5 separate regions of the Mus musculus genome follow, and regions 1, 2, 4 and 5 are each linked to region 3. A link is a contact called in public Hi-C, HiChIP or PLAC-seq and promoter capture Hi-C data. All regions are on one chromosome and are shown on one strand. The core of a region is the stretch at or near the end of the contact, and the rest is flanking DNA. Distances in the headings are between cores, read along the strand shown. Region 1 has its middle 15 kb from the start of Gm10451. Region 2 holds the start of Fut8 (fucosyltransferase 8). Region 3 holds the start of Churc1 (churchill domain containing 1). Region 4 overlaps Mthfd1 (methylenetetrahydrofolate dehydrogenase (NADP+ dependent), methenyltetrahydrofolate cyclohydrolase, formyltetrahydrofolate synthase). Region 5 holds the start of Akap5 (A kinase (PRKA) anchor protein 5).

The links. Promoter capture Hi-C pulls out the DNA fragments that hold promoters and counts their contacts. A called contact is a pair of places that touch in the nucleus more often than the background predicts. HiChIP or PLAC-seq counts read pairs in DNA pulled down with a chosen protein or histone mark.
Region 1: a promoter capture Hi-C map of embryonic stem cells shows a contact between it and region 3, with 2.7 times the contacts expected there. The contact joins the enhancer-like site here to the promoter of Churc1 in region 3. A contact is called at or near these places in 6 of 39 promoter capture datasets (embryonic stem cells, hematopoietic stem and progenitor cells, hippocampal neurons and 3 more), 9 of 115 datasets of contacts at active chromatin or transcription factors (bone marrow-derived macrophages, embryonic stem cells, epiblast stem cells and 3 more) and 2 of 9 other capture datasets (adipose tissue and liver).
Region 2: a contact with region 3 is called in an H3K27ac HiChIP or PLAC-seq map of thymic regulatory T cells, with 4 times the contacts expected there. The contact joins the promoter of Fut8 here to the promoter of Churc1 in region 3. A contact is called at or near these places in 1 of 39 promoter capture datasets (the C10 cell line), 2 of 484 Hi-C or Micro-C datasets (CD4 T cells and uterus), 2 of 115 datasets of contacts at active chromatin or transcription factors (memory CD8 T cells and thymic regulatory T cells) and 1 of 9 other capture datasets (adipose tissue).
Region 4: a contact with region 3 is called in a Hi-C map of cortical neurons. The contact joins the enhancer-like site here to the promoter of Churc1 in region 3. A contact is called at or near these places in 4 of 39 promoter capture datasets (the 3T3-L1 cell line, 3T3-L1-derived adipocytes and hippocampal neurons), 1 of 484 Hi-C or Micro-C datasets (cortical neurons) and 1 of 115 datasets of contacts at active chromatin or transcription factors (bone marrow-derived macrophages).
Region 5: an H3K4me3 HiChIP or PLAC-seq map of bone marrow-derived macrophages shows a contact between it and region 3, with 5 times the contacts expected there. The contact joins the promoter of Akap5 here to the promoter of Churc1 in region 3. A contact is called at or near these places in 4 of 39 promoter capture datasets (the C10 cell line, hippocampal neurons, neutrophils and 1 more) and 3 of 115 datasets of contacts at active chromatin or transcription factors (bone marrow-derived macrophages, epiblast stem cells and trophoblast stem cells).

The regions. Positions count from the first base shown.
Region 1 is chr12:76,457,803-76,460,502 of GRCm38.p6, forward strand. No RefSeq gene overlaps it. Among named protein-coding and RNA genes, the nearest start is that of Gm10451, 15 kb to the left of the region's middle. Within about 2 kb of position 1,414, at least 122 of the 459 cell types and tissues checked have an H3K27ac peak or open chromatin away from gene starts, as enhancers often do. A contact at or near this core is called in embryonic stem cells, epiblast stem cells, extraembryonic endoderm stem cells and 3 more, where this site is marked.
Region 2 is chr12:77,236,795-77,239,494 of GRCm38.p6, forward strand. It overlaps Fut8 (fucosyltransferase 8), which reads left to right and starts at 1,310. Exons shown (of 12, transcript NM_016893.5): 1 at 1,310-1,405. 9530018F02Rik (a long non-coding RNA gene) reads right to left here and starts at 2,432. Exons shown (of 1, transcript XR_003950200.1): 1 at 1-2,432.
Region 3 is chr12:76,764,220-76,766,919 of GRCm38.p6, forward strand. Churc1 (churchill domain containing 1) reads left to right here and starts at 1,319. Exons shown (of 4, transcript NM_206534.2): 1 at 1,319-1,419. The coding sequence starts at 1,381.
Region 4 is chr12:76,286,928-76,289,627 of GRCm38.p6, forward strand. It overlaps Mthfd1 (methylenetetrahydrofolate dehydrogenase (NADP+ dependent), methenyltetrahydrofolate cyclohydrolase, formyltetrahydrofolate synthase), which reads left to right. Exons shown (of 28, transcript NM_138745.2): 9 at 1,954-2,081; 10 at 2,504-2,601. Among named protein-coding and RNA genes, the nearest start is that of Gm40444, 12 kb to the left of the region's middle. Within about 2 kb of position 1,339, at least 42 of the 459 cell types and tissues checked have an H3K27ac peak or open chromatin away from gene starts, as enhancers often do. A contact at or near this core is called in cortical neurons, where this site is marked.
Region 5 is chr12:76,323,573-76,326,272 of GRCm38.p6, forward strand. It overlaps Akap5 (A kinase (PRKA) anchor protein 5), which reads left to right and starts at 1,319. Exons shown (of 2, transcript NM_001101471.1): 1 at 1,319-1,417.

The DNA of each region.
Region 1 (2,700 bases), core at 164-2,663, 310 kb before region 3:
CATTTGGCCTTGCTGCTTTGTGTAGCACTGCCACCCAGCACAGGATGTGGCCATGGGAAACCAAACCTGCCCTGCCCACAACATGCAATTATAGCTTTAATATTTGGATGGTCCAATCCAATGTCAGGTCTCTTGTTGTAGAGGCCAGGACATAATCCCAAGTCTCTTCTTGTTCCAAAACAAACCCAGAAGCCTTTATTCTTGAGACTAACTTCCTCTGATGAGGTTTCCCTGGTTCTGTGGAGGCCTCTGTCTGCTCACCTCAGCCTCTAATTACAGCTCTCGCCTGCCTCATCTGTTTCGTTGCTTGAGCTGGGGATGGATGTGAGGCTGGGTGTTCTGTTCTTGCTTTGGAGCCTAGGCCTAGAAAAGTACGGCCTTCCCTGTAATTTCTATATTCCTCCGAGTCAGCCTCAGCCTTACTGAAAGAGCACATCTGCAAAGACCAAAGCGAGCATGGACCCCTCCCCCATGTGCAAGCTCCACCCTGCCTTATCAGGAAAATGAATCTGATGATCCCTTCAATGTCCATCAGCTGGCAAGCAAGCAAAGGCCTATTGCCCGCTGATGAAGGTGCCCAGAGGCCATGAGAGTTCACAGGATAGAGGTTGCTCTCTGCTCCCAGGGAGACCCCTGGACTCCACTTGTAATATAGTCAGCCCAGACCCATTTGGCCTGTGCAGAACAGGACAGCACTCATCCCAGGAGGGAGACTGTGGTAAATTAAATTTGCCACATACTCAGTGACACAGGGTCATCACTGATGCAGACTGAGGGGCCGAGGGGAAAAGAATGAAGGGAGCTGTTGAGCCATCCACCTTTTAACTGCCCATCACTGTCTCATTGTTTCTCAGGTTAGCCACGCTGATGGGGCAGTTTCTCAATTGAGATGATTCCCTCTTTTTTTTTTTTTTTTTTTTTTTTCCTGGTTTTTTGAGACAGGGTTTCTCTGTGTAGTCCTGGCTGTCCTGGAACTCACTCTGTAGACCAGGCTGGCCTCGAACTCAGAAATCCGCCTGCCTCTGCCTCCCAAATGCTGAGATTAAAGGTGTACGCCACCACGCCCGAGATTCCCTCCTTCTTGATGTCTCAGAAAGGTAGGGGCAGGCTGAGCACTTCTGACACTCCTCCAGAGTTCTTCCAGATGTTCCCCTTCAGCTCATTTAACTAAAGAAAGCAATCCCATTAGGCCTTAGCTCTTCAAAAGCAGTTCTAGATTCCACAGGTCAAGAGGCCCTGAAATCTCATCACTTCCCACAAGTGACCCCAGGCATGTGCAAACAGGCACTGAAGGAAGACTAGCTGAGTGCAGAGGTTAGGGTGGGGTGGGCGGAGGGCTGAGACAAACCACTGAGTGCCCAAGGCCAGTCAGCATGGAAGGTTCGTGGTAGGAAGGAGCACAGAAACAAGGGCTGATTAGCAGAGCTGGTGTGAGGTCAGACAAAGAGGTCTCTGTTTGTCTGAGGGGGTAGCAGCTGGACGGAGTGAGTCAAGGCTGTGAGTCACAGTCCTGGTTCCCAGAGCTGTAACAAATACCTGAGATAACACAAAAGAGGGTGGGAGAAGGGATGGGGAGGGAGCGGCACAGGGGTGGAGATTATCAGATGTAGGGAGAGCAGGGGAAAGAGAAGGGAAAGTGGGGGGTGGGCAATCTCTAGGACACCACAGAGACCTGGGGTGGGTGGAAGCCCCAGGGAATATATGGGGGTGACTCTAGCTGACACTCCTAGCAGTGGGGTATATGGATCCAGAAGTGATCACTTCCTCTAGCCAGGCAGGACTCCCAGTGGAGGGATGAGGACAGTAATTCACCCACCAAATCTTCTATTCAAAATGTATCCAGCCTACAAGATGTACAGGGACAAATCACAGAGATGGAGGATATGGCCAACCCATGACTGCCCCAAATTGAGACCCATCCCATGGGCAAGAACTGACACTATTAATGATACTCTGTTATGCTTGCAGACAGGAACCTAGCCTAACTGTCCTTTGAGAGGATTCACCCAGCAGCCAATAGAAAGAGATGCAGAGACTCACAGTGTGGGAAGCCACATGTGCCGTTGCTGAGTGGCACTGACTACTGCTGGCCACCACGCATAAGATTGGACAAACAACCAATGTGTACATATGCAGTAAAGTTTTTTGCAAAGACACTGCCTGGCCCAGGCATGATAATGAGGTTCTGTAAGGTACTGAGAGTATAACCAATCAGATGTGAGACATGCAAATGAGGTATGATAATGAGGTTCTGTAAGGTACTGAGAGTATAACCAATCAGATGTGAGACATGCAAATGCGGTATGATAATGAGGTTCTGTAAGGTACTGAGAGAGAGTAGCCAATCAGATGAGGAACATGCAAATGAGGCTTAATGCATAACCAATCCGGGTGTGAGACACGCCCCTCCTAGGCCTATAAAAGTAGCACTAGTTCTGGGCTCGAAGTCTTTTCGCCTCTACAATCAAGCTCTCCCAATAAACGTGTGCAGAAGGATCCTGTTGCAGCGTCGTTCTTCCTGGCCAGTCGAGCGCGCGCAAGATCACAGTCAAATATTAGATGGAGCTTGGGGACCCGAAGAGGACAGGGACTCCACAGAAAGGCCAACCAAGTCAACTAACCTGGATGTGTGTGGGTTCCCAGAGCCTGAATCACCAACCAAAGAGCAAGCGCGGGCTGGACCAAGTCTCCTGTGTATAC
Region 2 (2,700 bases), core at 60-2,559, 470 kb after region 3:
CCTGAGCATGGCCTGAAGGATCTTTGAGAGCAGCGTACTGTGACACTGAGCAGAGACCTGAACTGCTGAAGAACTACTTTCTCACTGTATTTCAGAGTCATCAGTTTGGCGCTTTCTTATATACTATGCTGTTCTATAAAGATGTACTAAGTTCTTCACAAATATTTCTAGTGGCTTTTTCTTAAATAGAAAGTAGGTGGGATGCTTTGATTCCTATAGTTTTAATATTTCCTAGGAGATAATTAAAGCCAGATTAAAGGAGCAGAGAGTTCGAGGCACACATAAAACTTTGAATGTAGAGATCTTCAAGTACTGCAAATGGTAGCGTGTGTTAATTAACTAGAAATGGTTCCTCTTTTTCCCTTGAATACATTCAAGCCATACATCCTTGTTAAAGTGCTTTTTAAATGCTGTGCTGAAGCCTCAAAGTAAACATTTTACCTCTGACTCCTAAAAATGTTCCAGGCTGTGGGTGTAGCCCAGGAGAAAACACACCCTTAGCATGCACATACTCACACAAAAGGAAAAATAATTCAGGGTTTTGACTGTTGAAATTTTAGCCCTTAATCCATCTAAGTACAGTATAAGCCTAAATTTTGCTTATTTGCAACAGAGAACTGAGAGTCTCACGGAAGTTATCTACGCATTTAATAAATGACTACAGATTTGTTGAATGATGACACCCAAGCTTTTTGGCTAGATCATAATTCTGACTTCACCAGAGTTTTGTGTGACCTTCAATAAGCCACGGTGTTTTCTCAGAGAGCTTTATTTCGAAGAGACATTAACCCAGTCACAGGTCCGGAAAAGCTTCTCAGGGTGCGGAGCTCCTGAAGGCACAGGCATTTTTTTTTTTTTCCTTTTTAAAAAGCACTGTCCTTTGCATTTTAGAAACACAGTTCCTGATATAGAATAAACATTGGGAATTTATGAGAGTTATTAGGTAGGTTGCATTCTTGGCAGGCTACGACCTCTTTAATGTCTTTTCTGTGTTTTTTTGATTACTAGCATATAAAAGGGTGGCCCTGTTTACTCAGAGATACGTTTCCAAAGTATTTACTAGTATTTATCTGTGCTGGGAGGAATAATTGTCTTGAGGGCAGCTTTTCTACTCAGTCACCCGGCTGAGTCCTCAGGCTTGGGATCTGGTCCCCAGGCTACAGGGAAGAGTTCGGCACGGGAAGCTCATCTTCCGGCCCTCTGATTGGCCAGTTCGCACTCCACTCACTGGTTTTCCCGCTCTGATTGGCCCCGGCAGCACCCCTTCGGCCCGCGACTACTTTGTGTGCCCTGGCTGCGCGGCTGGGTCCTCCCGCCCAGCTCGCCCTCCCGGACGGTCTGTCGGAGGTAGCCCTTCGGCACTCGGCTCAGCATCGCGGGCGTCAGGATCCCCGAGTGCGAGCGGGTAGGAAGCATCCTAGGGAAAAGCCTCTCCTCTCCTGTACTCAATAAACTTCCGCCTCCGAAGGGCTGAGGCAGCAGCGGCTGCGAACGGCCGGGCTTCGAACTCGGGCTCTGCGGGGTTCTTTCTCTTCAGATGAAGACAGAGCCCGCAGGGTAGCCGGACCGCCCGGAGCCGAGGTGGCACTGTGTGCTGGTGCCTCAGCGGATGAGCAGCAGAGAGTACCCCGAAACTAGTACAGAGCCCTATTGAGCCCCAGCGGGGTGCGCCTCTGGGTGGTGGGCCAGGCCGGCCAGGGCGTGGGGAGCGCTGCTCCCCTCAGCCTCCGACCCTCAGGCGGCCTTCGCCTGTAGAGACCAAAGCCGGAGCCCGCGCGCGGCCGCTGTCCGGCTGGAACTCGGGTCCCGCCGTGGCCCGGTGGATGCTGCAGCTCCGCTGTCCACCCGCACAGAGAGGAAGGGGACGGGGCGGAGCCTGTGCACATGCCAGGGTCGCTGGAGGAGGCCGCGGCCGGCGCATGCGCGCCCTCCCCCAGCAGGCTGGGACGCCGAGGGGCGCGCGCCCCTCTCCGCGCGCGCACGCTCGCTCGCTCGCTCCCTCGCTCGCGCCGGCCGGCGGCTTCCCCGCCTGCGCTCCCGGTCGGAGCCACTCCGGCGCGTGCGCGCGTGGTCTCGGGCCGACCCGAGTGGCCGGGTTCTCTGGGCTCCAGGCCCCCGCCGCCCCCTCCCCGGCTCCCAGCCAACCCGTCCCTCCCTTTCCTCACGGAATGGGGCCGGCGCTGCTCGGGGTCGCGCGTCCTGGACCCGGCTCGCGCTCGGTCTCGCGCTGTCAGCCGCTGCCTGGCTCGCGCCGCCTTGCGCTTTCCCTCAGTCAGTGGCGCCGAAGGCTCCGTTAAGCGGCGGCCGCGGTTCCTGTTTCCGTTTCTTCCTCTCCCTTCAGTCGGGAGTAGCATCCTCCACCCCAGCACCCCTCCCACTCTCCCGCCGCGGCCAGCTGCAGCTGGAGGCAGCGGCGGCGGCGACGGGGGACGGCGCCGACCGCCTCGCTCCCGCCTCGGGTAAGGGGGCGTTAGGGAGCCGGGCCCCGCGCGCCGCGGACTCCAGGACGGGGCGGGCGCGGGCTCTGTGGAGCCTGGGCTCGGGGCGCTCCTTCGTCCTCCCGCCGATACCGGGCCTGTTGCTGCAACTGCTGCAGCCGTTGCTCAGCCAGCGGCCCCGGGAAAAGTGGGGAGGGAGCCTCCGGGACACCCCGGCGTAGCCTTGGCCCCTTGGGTGAGGGGCGCCGCGGCGTCGGGCATC
Region 3 (2,700 bases), core at 69-2,568:
CTATGTGTTCTGGGTAAATGCCCAGGAATAGAATAACAGGTTCATATGGTGATTCTAGTTTTAACTTTTTGAGTAGTCACCAAACTGATTCTACAATGTCTGTATTTTAATTTGCACTCCCACCAACAGTGACTAACAGTTCCTTTCTCTCCACATCCTTCCCAGCATTTGTCATCAGATTTATTGATGAGAGCCATTCCGACAGGGGTGAGAGGGTATCTAAAAAATAATTTTAATTTGCACTTCCCTGATGTTTGAGGACAATGAACACTTATTGGCCATGTTTTGTTTTTTTTTTTAATTTTGAAAAGTGTCTATTCAATTCATTTGCCCATTTATTGACTGGCAGTTTTGTTTCCTTGGTATTTAGTTTCTGCAATTCTTATAAATTCTGGATATTTGCCTCTTGTTTGAAATATGGCTGGTAAAGATGTTTCCCATGCTGAGGACTGTTTTTTTCTGCTAATTGTGTCCTTTGCTGAATAGAAACTTTTCGTGTAGTCCGTTGATACTAAGGGTTAGTTTCTGTTAGTGTTAGTGTTCCTGTGCTAATTAAAAAGTTCTTGTCCAAAGCAGTGTCTTTTTTAAAAAATTTACTTTTATTTTATGCACATTGCCTGCATGTGTGTTTGTGTTAGGGTGTCAGATCTTGGAGTTACAGACAGTTGTGAGCTGCCATGTGAGTTCTGGGAAGTGAAATTGGGTCCTCTGGAAGAGCATTCAGTGTTCCTAATGGCTAAGCCATCTCTCCAGCCCCTCCAACCCAATATCTTGACAACTATCCCCTATGTTTTCTTCTGGAAGTTTCAGTGTTTCCTGTTTTAGATAATGGGTTTTGATCCATTTTTGAATTGATTTTTGTACAAGGCGTATGATAAGAATCTAATTTAAATAATTTAGTAGGTTCTCGACAGCGCTCTAAGCTTCTCTTCCCAAACACCAGCTTACTCCTTCTCTGAAGTCTGATCTCTTATCTGTTATTATAGCACAAAATGGTATTTAAACTGTCATTTCAGGTTTTTTGAGTCTGGTAAAAATGGAGGCAAGAAGAAACAATTCCCCTTTTTGCTGTACTTCTGTAATTCTTTTTTAATCAGAATTCAAGAAGGCGCCTATTAGAAGTTCTTTCAGGCTCAAAGCCTCTTCCTCTTTTCGACACTTCTTTGAGTCCTCAGATCTTTTCAATACCTGAAGATTTTTGAGTCCAGTCCTCGGTGCACCCTCCTTACCCGGAGACCGCCTAACAACCGTTGCTATGGGCGGAGACTTTTAGCCAGCTGTGGAGTCCTTAGATCGTGTGCGACAAAATCGATATCTCAACTCTCGCGAGGTTTCGCCTTCCGGGTGTCGCTGGGGTCGTTCTCCGAAAACTGCGTGACGATGTGTGGGGACTGTGTGGAGAAGGAGTACCCCAATCGGGTGAGCAAGTGGGCGCGAAGAGCCTCTCGCAGGCTCGGTGTTCGACCGATATTCCTAGACAGGCCAGGGGCCCACTCTGCAGTCCTGTCACCCCAGTGACCCTGAGTACCGGCCGCAGGTTCCCTCTGGTGGCTGACGTCAGCGGTCCTTCCGGTTCTGTTGCTGGGGACAACGGGGAACCCTCAAAATTACCTACCCACCCAAATTGACAGCAGCCTCTGAGGCCCTGACGCGATCCCGGCTTCATCCTCCAGCTCGACTTGATGGAATTCTTTTTACCTCATTCTGTCGCTGAATGAACGTATGAGGTCATTTTAAAATCCACCTTTTTTGAGACAGGTTTTGTGTAGCCCAGGCTGGTTTCGAACTCTCTATGTACCCGAGGAGGATTTTGTTTGACTTTGATCCTCCTTCCACATACCTCTTGAACGCTGGCATTACAAGCGCGCGCCACTGGGCTCAATTTAGAAAATGTTAGGGATGGAAGTGAGAGCTTGGTGCGGAGGCAAGCTTGCCACCGACTGAGCTACACTTCCAGCCTCTGGTTCTAACCCACGTTTGAAGATGGCAGAACTGGTCCCCAGAGAGGACCTATCACCTGCCCAAGTATGAGAGCCGAGACTAGATTGTGATCTCCCTCTCCGCCTCGTCCCGTTCTCTTTTCCTTGCGCCTTCCCTTTCCCCTTCCCTTCTTAGCACTGAGGCCTGACCCCAGCATGTGTCCCTACCAGGCAAGCACTCTGCCAACAGAACTATACCCCCTGCTCTTATTTTAAGCCTTTGCGCCTCTCGGGCTTAGGAGGTTTTGAGGCTTGGCTCTTACTGTTCTTTCAGGGAATCACTACTGCACGTTGATGTGTGTAGAGAGTGCTTGGCTGCTCTGTGAAGGAGTGACTGCCAAGGCTCTGGGGCTGCTTCTGGGCTTGCAATTTGGGGGCATAGGATTGACAGGCTGCTGTTTAAACGTAGTGAAAAGGAAGATTGAGCAGGAATGGGGCTGCGGTGTTCTCCTTCCACATAAGGTGGGTTTGGACGATGATTTAGAGGAGGAAGGATCTGCAGGACAATAGCAAGATGAAGGACCCTTGAGTTGGCTGGGAGGGAAAACATCCTCATAGTTCTTTCTCTTAATAGTTTGTGAGTGATGGGCACACACCTCTAATCCCAGCACTGGGGAGACAGAGGCAAGCAGATCTCCAAGTTCAAGGCCAGCCTGGTCTATAGAGCTAGTTTGAGGACAGCTAGAGCTACACTGAGAAACCCTGTCTTGAAAAAACAACA
Region 4 (2,700 bases), core at 89-2,588, 480 kb before region 3:
CTCGTGTGGCTCACACAATGAGTCACCTTACAGATTAAGAACGGATTAATGCATACATTTTTCCAGTTTTTACATTTTGATTTGCAATGTTGGGGAGTCAAACTCAGGACTTTGCACATTCTGGGCAAACACTCTGCCACTGAGCCACATCTCCAGTCACCTCAAAAGAAGCCTTTTCAGGAATCGAGTGGCTGGAGCTGGTGACTGGCTTTCCGGCTTGGCTAGTAAAGATACTTGGAGACGTGACAGTGCTTTATTTAACAGGGGCAGATTCCTCACCTCACCATCTCCACTCACAACCTAAGAGTTTCTGTACTGCCTCTATAGGTAGTAGCCTCCAAACTGAGTTTCAGAGCCAGACTCAAGCCAGACTTGAGTTTTATGATTGGAAATTTCCATTGACGGAGAAAGCGTGGAGCTAGGAAGGGATAACCGTGCTGTTACGTGGCCACTGTCCTCCCGACCACACAGTAGTGGTGAGGCTCTTGTCCCCTCTTCAGCAGGGAATTAAGTCAACCCTCATAGTGTTTGGTCAGTGTGTATGTGTACTGGGCATGTGCAGAAGTCAGGATAACTTTTTGGAATCGGTTCTTGCCTCCCTCTGCCTTGGTGAGATAGATTCCTTTCCACCATCCTGTATTCTCCCAGGTTAGCTGGCCCACTAGTTTTCTGGTGATTTTTCCTGTCAACCCCTCAGCCTGGGAATGTTGGACTTACAGGTGCATCCACCTCCTAACGTGGGGATCTAAACCATTCTTTCTCCCTCCTCCTGCATCCCGAAAAGGCTTTGGGAAGGACTAGAATCTTTCTTGCCATGGTGTGCTGCTTTAGCCTTTCAATGACCTAAAATATTGTGAGCAGGTGTGCGTTAGGCCTTTGCATTTTTGGACCACAAGTCAGTGCCAAGCCTCGAAGGGTGAAGGATAGTGATAGTGAACAGGCTCATCCTAGAGACGGAAGCTTCTTGGTTTGGGGTTGTTTTATTTTTTATTTTTATTTTTTGGCTACATCAAAAACCTTCCTCTCCCAGCATAGCAACATGCCTGAAGAGAACTGGAAATGTGCCTAAGATTCTACCAGATCCTCCCCAGGAACTTTAATGCTTCGAGGTCTAGGCCTGTCCCTCAGCGTCTCCCGGAAGTGCCCCAGAGCAGGGTGTAGGATGTTCTCTGTGTGAGCGGCGGTGCATCTCTGAGTTTGTTCCCTTGAATAGCTGTTCTTCGCTGGAGAGATTTGTGCTTCTGGTCCTTTTAAGGGAAGTGTAATTATATTCTTTGCCTTGAGCAAGCATTTAAGAAACTGCTCAGTATTTGGAATGGGATGTTGAATTGTTCCTCCGGCTCCTGCCTGGAGCTCTGTAACTGCTGACAGTTGCTGTAGAAACGTATCTGGCAGCTGTGACATAGTTGGAGCTTTGTGTACCTAAAAAAAAAAATTCCTTTGTAGGCCTTGGCAAATTAACATTTGAAAAGGTCGTACATTTTAAGAATAAGAAGCGTATTTTATTATTTATCACCAGAGGGACTATAAAAGGAATCTGAAAAGCCCCCTTTTTAAAAGTATTTATTTATTCTTAAATTTATTTATTCTTAATTTATTCTAAATTATTTTAATTTTCTGTTCTTGCCACTTAGACATCTCCTGAGGTTTTTCAGATAATGTAATTTTCTCCCTAGAAGATGGTGGAGCACCTGCCAGCTATCTAGCACTGGGGATTGGAATAGAATCCAGGGCCCGTCTCGTGCTGGACCAGTGCTCTACCACAGAACTGCACCCTGGCATGTCCAGTAGCTTTAATTAAATAGACACTCAAGCCTCATGGGACTAATACCCTCTGCAGATGGGGAGCCAAGCTTATAATCAATCACTACGTCACCGTGCCTCTGAGACTCTATGATTACGTCACTGTGCCTCTGAGACTCAACTTTGATTTCTCTCCCTTTCCTGATCCAGATGATACAAAACCAAATGGAAGGAAAGTCGTGGGTGATGTGGCCTACGATGAGGCCAAGGAGAGGGCGAGCTTTATCACGCCTGTCCCTGGTGGCGTGGGGCCCATGACCGTGGCAATGCTGATGCAGGTATGGCGCAGAAAGTTCTGGATTATTCTAGAGACTTTCCTACCCAAAGACACCACTAAGACCCACTCAGAAATTAGGCTGAGATAAGAGTCTGTTGGAGGAAAGAGGAGGGAGAGACCAAACAATGGTATCCTTCACATTGATAGAGGAGGCGGTGCCCTTAAGTCCTTTGGGGTCTAGAACTGAAGTACAAACACGCTGGCTGGCTTTACACCTGCTGGTGTGGGTGAAACAAAGACCTCGGAGCTCGGTGCCTCCTCTCTCCCTTCTAGCTGAGGTGTTTACACGGGGGTGGGGTGGGGTGGGTGTTGGGGTTGCGGATGGATTCCGTTGGTCTGAACTGTGGTGACCTGGGGCTCAGACCTGCTGTGTGGAGTTAAACTATTCGCTGTTTCTCTCTCCGTCCTTCTCCCTTTGCCCAGAGCACAGTAGAGAGCGCACAGCGCTTCCTACAGAAATTTAAGCCAGGGAAGTGGACAATTCAGTATAACAAGCTGAACCTCAAGACTCCTGTCCCAAGGTAGGCGTGAAATGTTCTCGGTTAGAAGGTTGTGGCTGGTCAGGGTTAACTGCTGGGTACCATGGGTCCATGTGTGCATTGATTGAGGGGAGGAGCCTG
Region 5 (2,700 bases), core at 69-2,568, 440 kb before region 3:
CTGGAGGAGGCTGAGGCCTGCTGGAGTACCACATCCATGCTGACAGGTGAGCACAGAACATGGCCCATGTGACATCTCATATCAGAACCGCGGCTGGATTACTGTTTCCTTTAGGACATCCCTTGGGGTCTGCTTACCTTGTTCCTCTCAAGTGGGGACGGAGATGAGGGTGCTCACTATTCCAGCCCCATTTGGAGCAAAGGGTATTTGCCTGGTGTGCACAGAGCCTGAGGTTTGGACATGGTGAAACAAGCCTGTCAGAGTGTGTGTGTGACTTACAGGGTCTCAGCTTGAAAACATCCCAAAGCCACAGGCCCTGAGCTGGGGAGGCCACACCTTTGTGTGCACAGAGCCATATTTGTGCTGGTTCCCACCTGAGCTGACACCTTCCTGTTCCAGAGTGAGGACTGTACCAGTACCAGGTTGAGGTTCTGTTTAGTGAGTTTATTTCTGTTTCTCACCATATATATATAATTTTCTCCATAGCCAGGTGCAGCTTCTGAGGTGGAGGTGGGTGAATCTCAGTGAGTTCAATACCAGGCTGGTTCACAATGAGTTTCAGGTCGGTCGTACAGAGCTACACAAATAAAATGTCTGCCAGTGGATGGTGGCACAGGCCTTTAATCCCAGTACTCTGGAGGCAGAGACAGGTGGATCCCTGTGAGTTTAAGGCCAGCCTGGTCTACAGAGTGAGTCCCAGGACAAGCAAGGCTACACAGACAAACCCTGTCTCGACAAAATAAATAAAATAAAATCCTCCCCCGGCCCCTTATTGTCTCTGTACTGTTATGAATCTTGCTTTTTAATTTTGTTTTTGCAAAAGATCCAGCTAGGGCTGGTTACAGGTGGTTGTGAGCCGCCTAATGTGGGTGTATGGGGATCGATCTTAAACCCCCTGGAAGAGAAATACGTGCTGTTCACCGCTGAGCCATCTTTCCCATCAATCTTTATCTGTAGATATGCTTTCTACCTTGTCTTTAATGTTCCAGGGGGGATTCACGGTGGGAGCCTTATAAATTCAAACAAGGTTTTTACGGATGTGCGTCTCAGGAAATGAGGGGTTTCTACCCTCTTGCAGTCCTCCTGCTTTGCTTTAGTGGTCCCTCCACCCTGGTCCTGATGTCTTTATGCAGCGGTGATGCGTCCGGGGCGGGAGCACGGAGGTCTCTCCCAGGCCGCTGGGCAGTCGGCTGGCAGGTGGCTGGCTGAGTTCACCCCGCCCCCGGCCCTAGCCCCGCCCCACTGCTCCACGCGCATTGGCGCGACCAGCTGTCTCTCTCCGCGCTGGGGAGGGGGCGCGCGGCTGCGGTCCCTCTGCAGAGGGCTGCGCGCTCCGCGGTCTCCGGGGCTCTCCGTTGTTTGGGCCCGTGCTCCTCGACCTCGGGAGCAGAGCTGGCCAGAGACCGCGACGATCTGGGTAAGTAGAGGCAAGACTAGAGGCTCTGGGTCAGAATCTGGTGCACTGAGCCCTGGTAACGGCGGCAGACCCCGGGTCCTGGTCACCAGATTGTGAGGGACACGACTGCAAGGTCGCCGATCCTCAGACGGCTCCAGGTGGGTGACCCTGGGCTGTTCTGCCGCCCGCTCGCTTCGCACGAGTTGCAGCTGCTGCTTTGGCACCGGCTGCCTACCTAACCCTTTTCCTTTAGGGGTTTTCTGGGGAACTGTGATTTTCGGCTCCGGGCTATGATAGTTCTGCAGATAGCTTGAAGCTGGGCTATCTATTCCACGCCCCCGGTATTTTCCTTTCTGAGCACTTTATCCTGAGCTCTGTCTCCTGCCATAGGGGCGTCAAGCTTGGAGAATCCTTCCTCCAGGAGGAAGCTTCGCGGTTCGTGTCTAGTGCTGGGAAGGGTTCCTTGCTCTGTTCAGATAGTGGTTGCTCTCTGTTGCTCAAGGGGAGAAGGGTGGTGGTTGTTTTCTGTGGTCTTGGACAGGAGATTCTGCCAGGAAAGGACAGCAGGGACTTTAAGGTTTCCAAGACAATAATGGTCCTCTCGAAGGTAAAGGTGAATCATTTGCAGTCTTAACACTCTGCAAAGTTTTAATGCCTGCAGGCTGCATCCTTTCCCTGCCTCGCCTACACTTGTTGGGGTGTTGATCTCTACAGTGATGTACATTAAAAGAAACCTCTCGTGCAACCATCTAGGCCATTTAGGTTAGTTTCAGAGACTTTCCGGAATATAATCTCATTTGAATATTTCTTCTATTAATACACACACTTAGAAGGAATGATCTCTAGAGCGCTGGAGGCTCAGGGAAAGAAGACGTGGAAGCCATTAAGACTGGGTTCTAGTTCTAGTGCTAGGGTGTGTGAGGAGAGACTGCAAATGTTATACTGGTCCCATCATTCTAGAATTTTATGTTTCTTTGTAGAAAGATGAAGCTTTCAATACTTACCCTTAAAAAAACAAAAGAAAAGCCTTAGCTCTTAAAACGGTTTTTCAGGGTTCCAGTTCTACAGAGAATTGGGAACTGGTACCCAAGTGAAAGCTCTGTGAAGAATATGCATGAAAGGCTCCCCTGCGCCTAACTCAGGGCTCAGCACCTAAAATGCACGGAGCTGTTGTTAGCTAGTCATTCCAGGTCCTCATTCCTTAAGCCTTGCCATTCTGTGGACTATTACTTTTTTTGGTGGCACTGGGGCTCAAACCCAGAATCTTGTGGCACGTTAGGCCAATGTTCTGTCACTAAGCTATG